Linked DNA regions of Mus musculus: region 2 is linked to region 1. The links are chromatin contacts, called in public HiChIP or PLAC-seq maps. All regions are on one chromosome and are shown on one strand. Each heading gives the region's core, a stretch centred on a gene start, on an enhancer-like site or on the middle of the called end of the contact. The rest is flanking DNA. Distances are from core to core; before and after follow the strand shown. Region 1 holds the start of Fam43a (family with sequence similarity 43, member A). Region 2 has its middle 81 kb from the start of Gm33502.

The links. HiChIP or PLAC-seq counts read pairs in DNA pulled down with a chosen protein or histone mark.
Region 2: a contact with region 1 is called in an H3K27ac HiChIP or PLAC-seq map of embryonic stem cells, with 9 read pairs. The contact joins the enhancer-like site here to the promoter of Fam43a in region 1. A contact is called at or near these places in 17 of 39 promoter capture datasets (the 3T3-L1 cell line, 3T3-L1-derived adipocytes, cranial neural crest and 10 more), 1 of 15 datasets of contacts at CTCF or cohesin (large pre-B cells), 18 of 484 Hi-C or Micro-C datasets (the 3T3-L1 cell line, 3T3-L1-derived adipocytes, the Patski cell line and 7 more), 15 of 115 datasets of contacts at active chromatin or transcription factors (CD8 T cells, the NIH/3T3 cell line, the SCID.adh cell line and 8 more) and 3 of 9 other capture datasets (adipose tissue, embryonic stem cells and pancreatic islet).

Annotation. Positions count from the first base shown.
Region 1 is chr16:30,596,377-30,601,625 of GRCm38.p6, forward strand. Fam43a (family with sequence similarity 43, member A) reads left to right here and starts at 3,347. Exons shown (of 1, transcript NM_177632.3): 1 at 3,347-5,249. The coding sequence starts at 4,224.
Region 2 is chr16:30,710,534-30,715,297 of GRCm38.p6, forward strand. No RefSeq gene overlaps it. Among named protein-coding and RNA genes, the nearest start is that of Gm33502, 81 kb to the right of the region's middle. Within about 2 kb of position 2,253, at least 2 of the 459 cell types and tissues checked have an H3K27ac peak or open chromatin away from gene starts, as enhancers often do. A contact at or near this core is called in embryonic stem cells, where this site is marked.

The sequences.
Region 1 (5,249 bases), core at 2,097-4,596:
ACAACATTGCGTAAGCCAACAGCCACAGTAAAGAAGGAAGGGAAGTGGGGGGGGGGGGGAGATTAAGTTTAATGCAATGCCTTCGATCTACCTCACAGTAGCCTAAATGTTGTTACTCAGCATGGAATTCATATACAATTATTACAACTTTTTGGTCTAATTAAGTCATCAAAAAGCACATTTGTGGTGTACTTCAACTTGAGTCAACCACCTCCTGGGTGCTCGAGAGCCACGCACACCAACTTTACCAGACTGTGCAAGCATCTCTTTGAGTGCCTGGCTCCCTCAGATGTTCGGTGTTCATGGCTATCCCCGAGAAACATCTTCCAGCTTTGAAAGCAGCCACTTTCACTCCTAGTACTGCCTCCTGTTCACCAGCGACTTAGCATTTTATTCCTTTTATTAGGCATTTTATTCCTTGGGTGTTGGTCATCTGCCTCTCCACAGGCTATCACTCCCAGGAAAGCAAACACCCCCAGCTGCACTACTGCTCAGCCTCCAGCAATGTCATCACCACAGCAGACTCTACAAATATTTTTTCAAAGGATTCCAGAGTCACCATTGTCACCTTGAAGTCCGTGTCCAGTGAGTGGGACAGCGGGGGAGGAGGAGCACTATGCAAAACACACAGTGGCAGAAAGCCAGTTCAAAAGCCCTCTAGGAGGCTGGTTCTCAGATGCCAAGTGAGAGGCTGGCACTCCTGCTGGCAGCGTTTCTTTTCAGCTGTGACTTGGTGTATTGATTCAATCGCCGGCTTGTCCAGTTTTGTGAGAAACAACCTCACCAAGCGGCACTTCCGCCTGCCGCCAGTAGATGGAGTAGCGTCATTGAAAATTCAGCCCATAGTGTCTAACCAGTTTCTCCAAGGACCCTGCTGAGCGGTTCTCTGTGAACCTGCTTGTCATCTGCTCCTCCCTCTCACCGAGGGTCTGCGACCTCAGAGTTCAGCGAGGCTGGCCAGGTTCTCCAGACGGCAAGGTAGGTAGACCCCCCAAAGGCTATCCAAGGTCCAGGTCTGCAGGAGATATAAAGGTTTCTTCCTTCCTGGGTCTTAGAGCACAAGCCCAGGACGTGACTCACACATGGGGTGTTCCCATTCACCTAGAACCTTTCTGCTCTTCCAAGATCGAAACAAGCTTATTAAACAGGTAGTTAGGCATGACACAGCCTGTACCTCTGAGACTGGTGCTCTGGCTGCCACCAGAGAGCTGTAGTGGATGCTTCCTTATCGCTGCTTCTCTCTGGTTTCTCTGTAACTGGGTGTAGCCCATAGTCATACCTTCATTGGAGATGAGACCAGCTTTGGTCCTCTTTTTGCTCCCCGAAGCCCTTCTGGCCCTCAGACATCCTGGACACTTGGCAATGTTAACTTCTTGGATATGGGCTCTAGTTTAGAATTTAGAGTTGGGGATTATAGAGGATCACTCAGCTGAAGGCTAAGTTGGCATGCTTTCCCCAGAATATTTTGTTCTTTCGAATTTGCAAGTTGTCATTATTGGCATTGAACAATAATTTCTATTGTGTGCACACACAAATACGCACAATATTGCAGTCCCTTTGGCAGAAAAGAAACATCAATGTTGGCATGATGGATTATTATAATTCTGGTTTGTTCCATCCTGGTGTCTGGTATTCCCCCCCCCCCCCCCGCCTTAGCCCACCCACACAGCTGGCAAGTTGGGCACTAGGACCCTCGTTAACGGCCAGTCAGGAAAAGGCCATTTCTTCCTACAGAGAGAGAGGGTTTTAAATCCATTATAGGACATTTCTTTGATGGGGAAACATTTCTTTATTGTTATCACTGACTCTGTCGAATCTCATACAAGTGTCTGCATTTTAATCTTGGCATTGCATCATCCTCTGCTCTCAGAGAGCCCTCCAATCCCCCTCCCACTTGGGGAAATCATCTTTCAAACATCGCTTGCTCCCTGGATCCTCTTTAATTTTCTTAGTCACTGGGAACTCTCTTTTCTCTTTTCCCAGATTCTCATAGGACTTTGGGCTTTTCTGGCTGAAGTTAACCCAGCAAAAAAAAAAAAAAAAAAAATATATATATATATATATATATATATATATATATATATATATGTTTGCTCGGATGTCTCATTCATCAAATAGAAGTCGTTTAGCTTTTACTGGTTGGCCCCTGGGTGTCCAGAAGGTTGTGGAGGGTTCAGAGGGGCAAGCCGGCGAGTGAGGGTATCTTGTCTAGAGCTAGACATGGTGGTGCATGCCACAATGTGGAGACGGAGACAAGAGGATCCAAATGTGCGTAGAGCCTGATCGAGGTAACCAGATCCTGTCTCAGGGGAGGGAAAATAAAGGGGAACAAACAAACCCCACGTTGTCCAGTTAGCTCGTGAAAAAAGAGTATGAAAAGTATCATCTGAGTTTTTACTAAGCATTGTCACCCAAATTGCATCAGTGATGGCTCTACAAACAGCAGCACAGCCTTACTTAGAAACTTCATATGTCTCGAAAAAGTGCCTTACTCTGAGGGTCTGTGGCAGTTTGGGTCGGGGGTGGAAACTGGAAGCAAGTAACTTAGGGACCATTCACTACTGTGTTCAATATTGTTCATGGCAGTCATCTTAACCACGAACTTTCCACTACCTGCTTGCTGCTCACCGGCGGATAAATGGCACCAGGAGAAGAGTAACAGGCAAAAAATTGATTCTCTTATAGTTTGCCCCCCCCTCCTGATTCCCCCCCCCCCCCCCCCCAGTTTCTCTGTGTAGCCCTGGCTCTCCTGGAACTCACTCTGTAGACCAGGCTGGTCTCGAACTCAGAAATCCGCCTGCCTCTGCCTCCCAAGTGCTGGGATTAAAGGTGTGCGCCACCACCGCCTGGCTCTTTATTTTCCTTAATAGATGATTATTAAAGAATAATAGTAAACAGAACCTGCAAATTCTCTTGAAGTTGTCACAGAAGGAACACAACAACAGTCACCACAACGACAAAATACTACGCAATTTTCCCCAGAGCCTACAAGCTCAACTTCCACCGCCTCCTCCAGAAGTTTCGATCTAGACGTAGACTTATTCAGCGAGTTGCAATTTAGCCTAGGGTGGAGTGTCAAAGTTTAAGTTCCTCTTGCTATCTATCGGGTAACTCCAGGTCTTTTGGTTTCTATAGCTAAAAGAGATGCTGGTAAATTTGGAACGTGGTTGCCTAAGTGGACTAGTCTTCCCTTCTCTCGACCAGTGCCTGCAACCTGGTCCCTTTAAGAGACCAGAACTGCGTCCGGCGTCGCAGCCCTAAAGGGATCCTCTCCTGTGCTCCTCCCCTGTCCGCGCGGTGAATGGTTCGTGCCGGCCTATATTAACCCGAGATCTTCCTCCCGGACGGCAATGATGTGAAGCGAGCAAGTCGGCTACCGCGCGCACGACCACAGAGGGCGCGCTGCAGATCGCCGAGAACCCCGAAGCGGAGCCGGACACCCCCGGAGGGAAGCAATGAGGTAGCGGCAGTCCCCGGAGCGGACGATGTGCGCGTCCTGCCCTCCGAACCCCGCGCTACCTTGGCCGAGACGGCCGAGCGCGAGTCTCCGGCGTCCCCTCGGAGCGAGGATGCAGTGAGCTGCGGGACCGCTGTGCTTGGCCCGCCGCGGCCAGCCAGACCTCTCGGACCACACTTGGGGCAAGCTGCTTATTCAGGGACCAGTCCAGCCAAGGGGCTCGCCCTCTTCTGCACCCACTGGGGGTGGGGAGCACCGGCCCCTGGGCGCACTGCTGTAGTTTCCGCGGCTCCTGGCCCTGGCCCAAGACTTGTGTGTGTGTCACGTTCGCTGAAGAAGAGTTCCAGCTTATTTCTCTCACCATCCCGGTTGCTTTGGCCGAGCCGCCCACCTTTATTTATTTGTACGCACTCATTTGGCCTTTTTCTAAAATATTTTCCGCTCCGCTCTCTTATTTTGTTGCTTGTTTGAGACTTTTGTCCTGGTCCTCCTCATCTAGGCTTCTCTCTCTCTCTCTCTCTCTCTCTCTCTCTCTCTCTCTCTTTCCTGAATATTTTTTTCTAATATCCTACCCCAGTCCCTGCGGGGTTCCCAAGCACTATCTGGCCTCTCCTGCCTCCATCTCCCTGCCCCGGAGGTCCTCCCAGCCTGAGTTTTATTTTTCGAGCTTGCCCGGGCCAAGCGTAGCCTGGGTTGGTGGCCCTGCGGGGCTCTCACCCCGCGCTCGGCCACCGCCGCCCCAGCCACTCCCGGGCGTCCTCCGGAGATGCTGCCGTGGAAGAAGCACAAGTTCGAGCTGCTGGCCGAGGCGCCGCCGCGGCAGGCGTCCAAGCCTAAGGGCTACGCTGTGAGCCTGCACTACTCCGCGCTCAGCTCCTTGGCGAGAGCCTGCCCGGAAGGCGCGCTCAGCCGGGTGGGCAGCATGTTCCGCTCCAAGCGCAAGAAGCTGCACATCACCAGCGAGGACCCCACTTACACTGTGCTCTACCTGGGGAATGCCACCACCATCCAGGCGCGCGGGGACGGTTGCACTGACCTAGCGGTGGGCAAGATCTGGAGCAAGAGTGAGGCCGGCCGTCAAGGGACTAAGATGAAGCTGACCGTGAGTGCGCAAGGCATCCGCATGGTGCATGCCGAGGAGCGAGCGCTGCGACGTCCCGGCCACCTCTACCTGCTGCACCGCGTCACCTACTGTGTGGCAGACGCGCGGCTACCCAAAGTCTTCGCCTGGGTATACCGGCATGAGCTGAAGCACAAGGCGGTAATGCTACGCTGCCACGCGGTGCTGGTGTCCAAGCCGGAGAAGGCTCAGGCCATGGCTCTGCTGCTTTACCAGACATCAGCCAACGCTCTGGCAGAGTTTAAACGTCTCAAGCGGCGGGATGATGCGCGTCACCAGCAGCAGGAGTTGGTGGGCGCACACACCATCCCACTAGTGCCGCTGCGCAAGCTGCTCTTGCACGGACCTTGCTGCTACAAGCCGCCAGTGGAGCGCAGCCGCAGCGCTCCCAAGCTGGGCTCCATCACCGAGGACCTGCTTGGGGAACAGCAAGAGGAGGAGCTGCAGGAGGAAGAAGAGGAGCATCTGGAGGACTGCCTGGAGGAGGAGGAAGAAGAGGACGGTGTGGGGGATGGGGATCCAGCAGAGGAAGAGGCTGAGGCGCAGAGGGCGCTGGTGGTGGCCATGCAGTTGGAATGTGAGGACTTGCTGGACCCGCTGGAAAATGGCCACGAGGAGGCGTTGGGGGACGGCGGGGTCTCGCTGGGCCCCAGCTCGGGGACATCACTTCCT
Region 2 (4,764 bases), core at 1,003-3,502, 110 kb after region 1:
CCAAGCCTGACAACTGAAATTTCATTCCCAGAACCCACATGGTAGACGAGAACCAGTTCCAACCAGCTGTCCTCTGGCTTCCACATGTGTGCTATATATGACACACACATGAGCTTATGTACTTACATGCACACATATAAATAAATAAATAAATAAATAAATAAATAAATAAATGTGTTTTTGTTTGTTGTTTGTGTTTAAGAAAATACGCTGACAGACGAGTACACTCTGACTTCGTCAGTAACGGGTAACAAATTGTCCAAGTTCTCCATCAATAAATGAAAACGCTGGAGGGAAACTTGACATCAGCAGGGCTCGATCTCTGGGCCGTAACCTCTTTGCGGGTATCCCAAGACCTTTGCAGCAAGGGTAGCCTAAGACTGTCAGGAAAACACAGATATTTACATTATGATTCATAACAGCAGCAAAACTACAGTTATGAAGTAACATTGAGAATAATTTTACGGTTGGGGGCTACTATAGCGTGAGGAACTGTATTAAAGGGTCGCAGTATCAGGAAGGTTGAGAGCCACTGCTCTAGAGCCTTGGGTTGGAACTGCCTTTAAAACTCACCCACAGCTTCCTCCTCGCCTTCCTGATGTTGTTCTATGTGCTCATCCCAGCTTTACTGCTTCTTTTCCCCTCCAATCAGCAACTCCTATAATCCAAGTCTTTCGGTCTACAAAATCAGCGCTCTGGATGGCAGCCTCCTATGTCAAGACACCTGCCTTTAGAGGAGCAGAAACCCTCTTTGAGCTCAGATGACTACAGCGGCATTTTCAGAGACCTGGGGAAAAGGCTGTATCTATGACTTTCCTCTTAGTATAGGCCCCTAGATAGTGGGTCAAGCTGCTGCTCTCTCCTGTCCTTGCAGTACAGAGTCGGGATCCTGGGGCACTGCCTGGGATACAGGCATAGGCCACAAGGACTCAGGGTTAGGGACACAGGTTGAGGGCTAGCCTCTCACCTCAAAGAAGCTGAACTCAGTCTCCCACAAGAGACTCTTTCTTCTTCACTCCTGCCTGCCTCTTCCAGGTCAGGAGGAAGGGGTTGGAAGGAAGAGCTCAGAGGTAGCCCCTGGGAGTCATGACTGTGCCATCTCTGTCACCTTGGGTCATTTACTCTTGTCTACTGGGCCCTGTGTCTATATCATTGTCCTGTCTACCTGCCCACTCAGATAGGGACATGAGAGAGTGTTGAGGTGTTCTGTAGAGCAAGGCACAGGCTCAGGTTGAACAGTAAAGCTGACACTGGTGGCCTTTCTGGGGACACCTGTACCCTGGAGGGAGATCTGCAGGGGTGTGGACGTCCAACTTGCCCAACAGGATCCCCCCCTCCTCTCGGGACAGGGCCCAACCTTCTGAGCAAGGTCATACATCCTCCCATGTAGAGAAGAGTGACACCTCTGGCTTCTCTCTCCAGGGACGGAGGAGCAAGTTCACCTGGTTATTGGAAAGTAAACAGTGGTTGGGCCTTGTGGTTCTTCTCATTTCCTGTTGGGTGGGTTGTCTACTGGAGGCCCCACGGCCGATCTCCAGGAATCTTGTGCCCTTGGCCCAGCCATCAGGTCTCTACTTTAAAAGTTCCGCAGAGAAAGGTGTATCCCCCGATCCACAGATCTTTATCTCCGTTTGTCTTATTCCTTTGTCTTTTCTTAGCTGATACAGAACTGGGAAAGATGAGACTTGTTTTAAAAATAACATCTCCTGAGCAAAACAAGGAGCAAGGTGTTTGGAGGTCTCCCTCCTGGAATTTTGAGTCCCAGACCGAATTGGGTCAGGGTTATTTGTAGGCTGCGCCCCTCGAGGGAAAGCTGCGACGGCGCTACCTGCTGAGGCCCCTGCATCTGTTCTGCACAGTCCAAGCATTTAGCTCCTGTTTCTCAGAAGAACCACAGTAGCTTCAGGCCTTTGGCCAGGTTCTGAAGAACAAACAGGGTTTCAGGCAGAGGGAGGGCGGGCGGCAGAGTAGCCGGGCAAGGAGGAGGATCGAATGTAACTGGCTACACTTTCTACGCACGGAGCTTGGTAGAGATGTTGGCTGCTCCAGCTCCCGGCAGTATTAAATGGCAGGATAGGGGTTTGGATCTTATTGTGTTGGGGATATGAAGACTGAACCATGGGAGGCAGAGAGGTGGTGGCGGCAGAAGAGCAGACTGAAGGCCTGGAAAAGGCTGCTGCAGGGACTGGAGTTACAGCCTTGGCAAGGTCACCTTCTGCTCCCTGCCCCTCTCTCCAGTTCCACACTCCTGAGCTCCTCAGAGTGTGTGCCTGAGGCCTGTTCCTTTTGTCTTCACAAACAAGTAAGTGCATCTGTAGCGCCCCCCTCGCTCTCTAAAAGCTCAAGGGTGGCCACCCCACACCCACACTCACTTCACACCATTCTGCAAGCGCCTCTGTCTACCTCAACGGTGTTGCTCACAACTGTATTTTAATCTGCATACAGAGCTCCCATAATTTAGCCAACCAGTTTCTCACTGATGGATATTTCAATTATTTCAAACTTTTATTAATATGAAAGAAAAGGAGACACAGTAGCTGTTCTTAATATTCACTCCTGTGCCCCACCAGGGGATTCATCCTATAATCAGCCACCAAACGCAGACACTATTGCATATGCCAGAAAGATTTTGCTGAAGGGACCCTGTTATAGCTGTCTCGTATGAGGCTATGCCAGTGCCTGGCAAATACAGAAGTGGATGCTCACAGTCATCTATAAGATGGAACACAGGGCTCCCAATGGAGAAGCTAGAGAAAGCACCTAAGGAGCTGAAGGGGTCTGCAACCCTATAGGTGGAACATCAATATGAACTAACCAGTACCCCGGAGCTCTTGACTCTAGCTGCATATGCATCAAAAGATGGCCTAGTCGGCCATCACTGCAAAGAGAGGCCCATTGGTATTGCAAACTTTATATGCCACAGTACAGGGGAATGCCAGGGCCAAGAAGTGGGAGTGGGTGGGTAGGGGAGCAGGGCAGAGGGAGGGTGTACTGGCTAGTTTTGTGTCAACTTGACACAGCTGGAGTTATCACAGAGAAAGGAGCTTCAGTTGAGGAAATGCCTCCATGAGATCCAACTGTAAGGCATTTTCTCAATTAGTGATCAAGGGGGAAAGGCCCCTTGTGGGTGGGACCATCTCTGGGCTGGTAGTCTTGGGTTCTATAAGAGAGCAGGCTGAGCAAGCCAGGTGAGGCAAGCCAGTAAAGAACATCCCTCCATGGCCTCTGCATCAGCTCCTGCTTCCTGACCTGCTTGAGTTCCAGTCCTGACTTCCTTTGGTGATGAACAGCAATGTGGAAATGTAAGCTGAATAAACCCTTTCCTCCCCAACTTGCTTCTTGGTCATGATGTTTGTGTAGGAATAGAAACCCTGACTAAGACAGAGGGTATGGGGGAACTTTTGGGATAGCATTTGAAATGTATATAAAGAAAATATCTAATAAAAAAGAAGAAAGAAAAGAGGAAAAAAAAAGGAGAAATAAACACTAAAAATCCTAAAAAAAAAAAAAAAGTTCACTCCTCTGTACTTACTTTAACATTTATTTTTAGCAGAACACAGATGCTCAAAAACAATGCCTTGGGGGCCAGTGAGATGGCTCGGTGGGTAAAGGAGCTTGTGCCAAACCCAGCAACCCAACTTCTATCCCCAGGTCCCACACGGTGGAAAAAGACAACTGATTTCCTGCAAATTGTCCTCTGACTTCCTCTACACACCTTGGCACATGTGTGTGAGCACACACATACACATAAATAGATAAATATGATTAAAATATTTTTTACAATGTAATTCTCCTGAATTAAAAAGCAGTTCCATTTAAAAATTTTAGTAGGTATTTCTACATTAAAATAGTTTAGCAATTTATTCTCACTGCTGTGTGCATGCACTGATGACAGGAAAGGCAAAGTCCGAGAAGACGTGGGCGGGAGAATATTTTCATTAACTGGATCTTCTGTATTGTCCTCACTGAGGTACAAATTGGTATAATTATTTTGACAAGTAATTTAGCAATTATCTTACAAAATTGCAATGCATTCAGTGACCCGGCAATTTCACCACTAGTCATACACATGAGAAAAATGCTGTTTTTATACAGCCAAGTAACAGCAGCATTCCTCCTATTAAAGGAAGGGGGTGGGGAGGGGCAGAAACAACCATGCCCTTTGACCTGTATCCTGACTTGTTTTATCTCAGCCTGACATAGGCTAGAGTCATCAGAGAGAAGGAAACCTCCTCTGAGGAAAACAAAACAAAACAACAAACAACCCCCCCAAAACAAAACAAAACAAAAAACCCCCAGAAAAACAAAAAAACGCCTCCAGAAGGCAAGCCTATGGGGCATTTTCTTAATTAGTGATTGCTGCAGGAGAGCTCATTCCATGGTGGGTGGGGCCACCCCTGGGCTGGTGGTTCTGGCTTCTGTAAGAAAGCAGGCTGAGCAAGCCAGTAACCTTGCTCATGGTCACCTCCATGGCCTCCAGGTTCCTGCCCTGTTTAAGTTTCTGCCCTGGGTTCCTTTGATGAGGAACCGTGACGTGGAATCGTAAGCCAAATAAATCTTTTCCTCCCTAACTTGTTTTGGTCATGGTGTTTCATCATAGCAATGGCAACCCCAAGACAACATGAAATTAGATACATAAATTGTGACAGTAAAGGTGAGTGAGCTATAGCGACATACCACTAAATTTAGTATATACAAATACTATGTAACAGATAGACTGTGTTTATGTGCAAAGAGTATTTGTAATTTAAAAACCTCATCCCT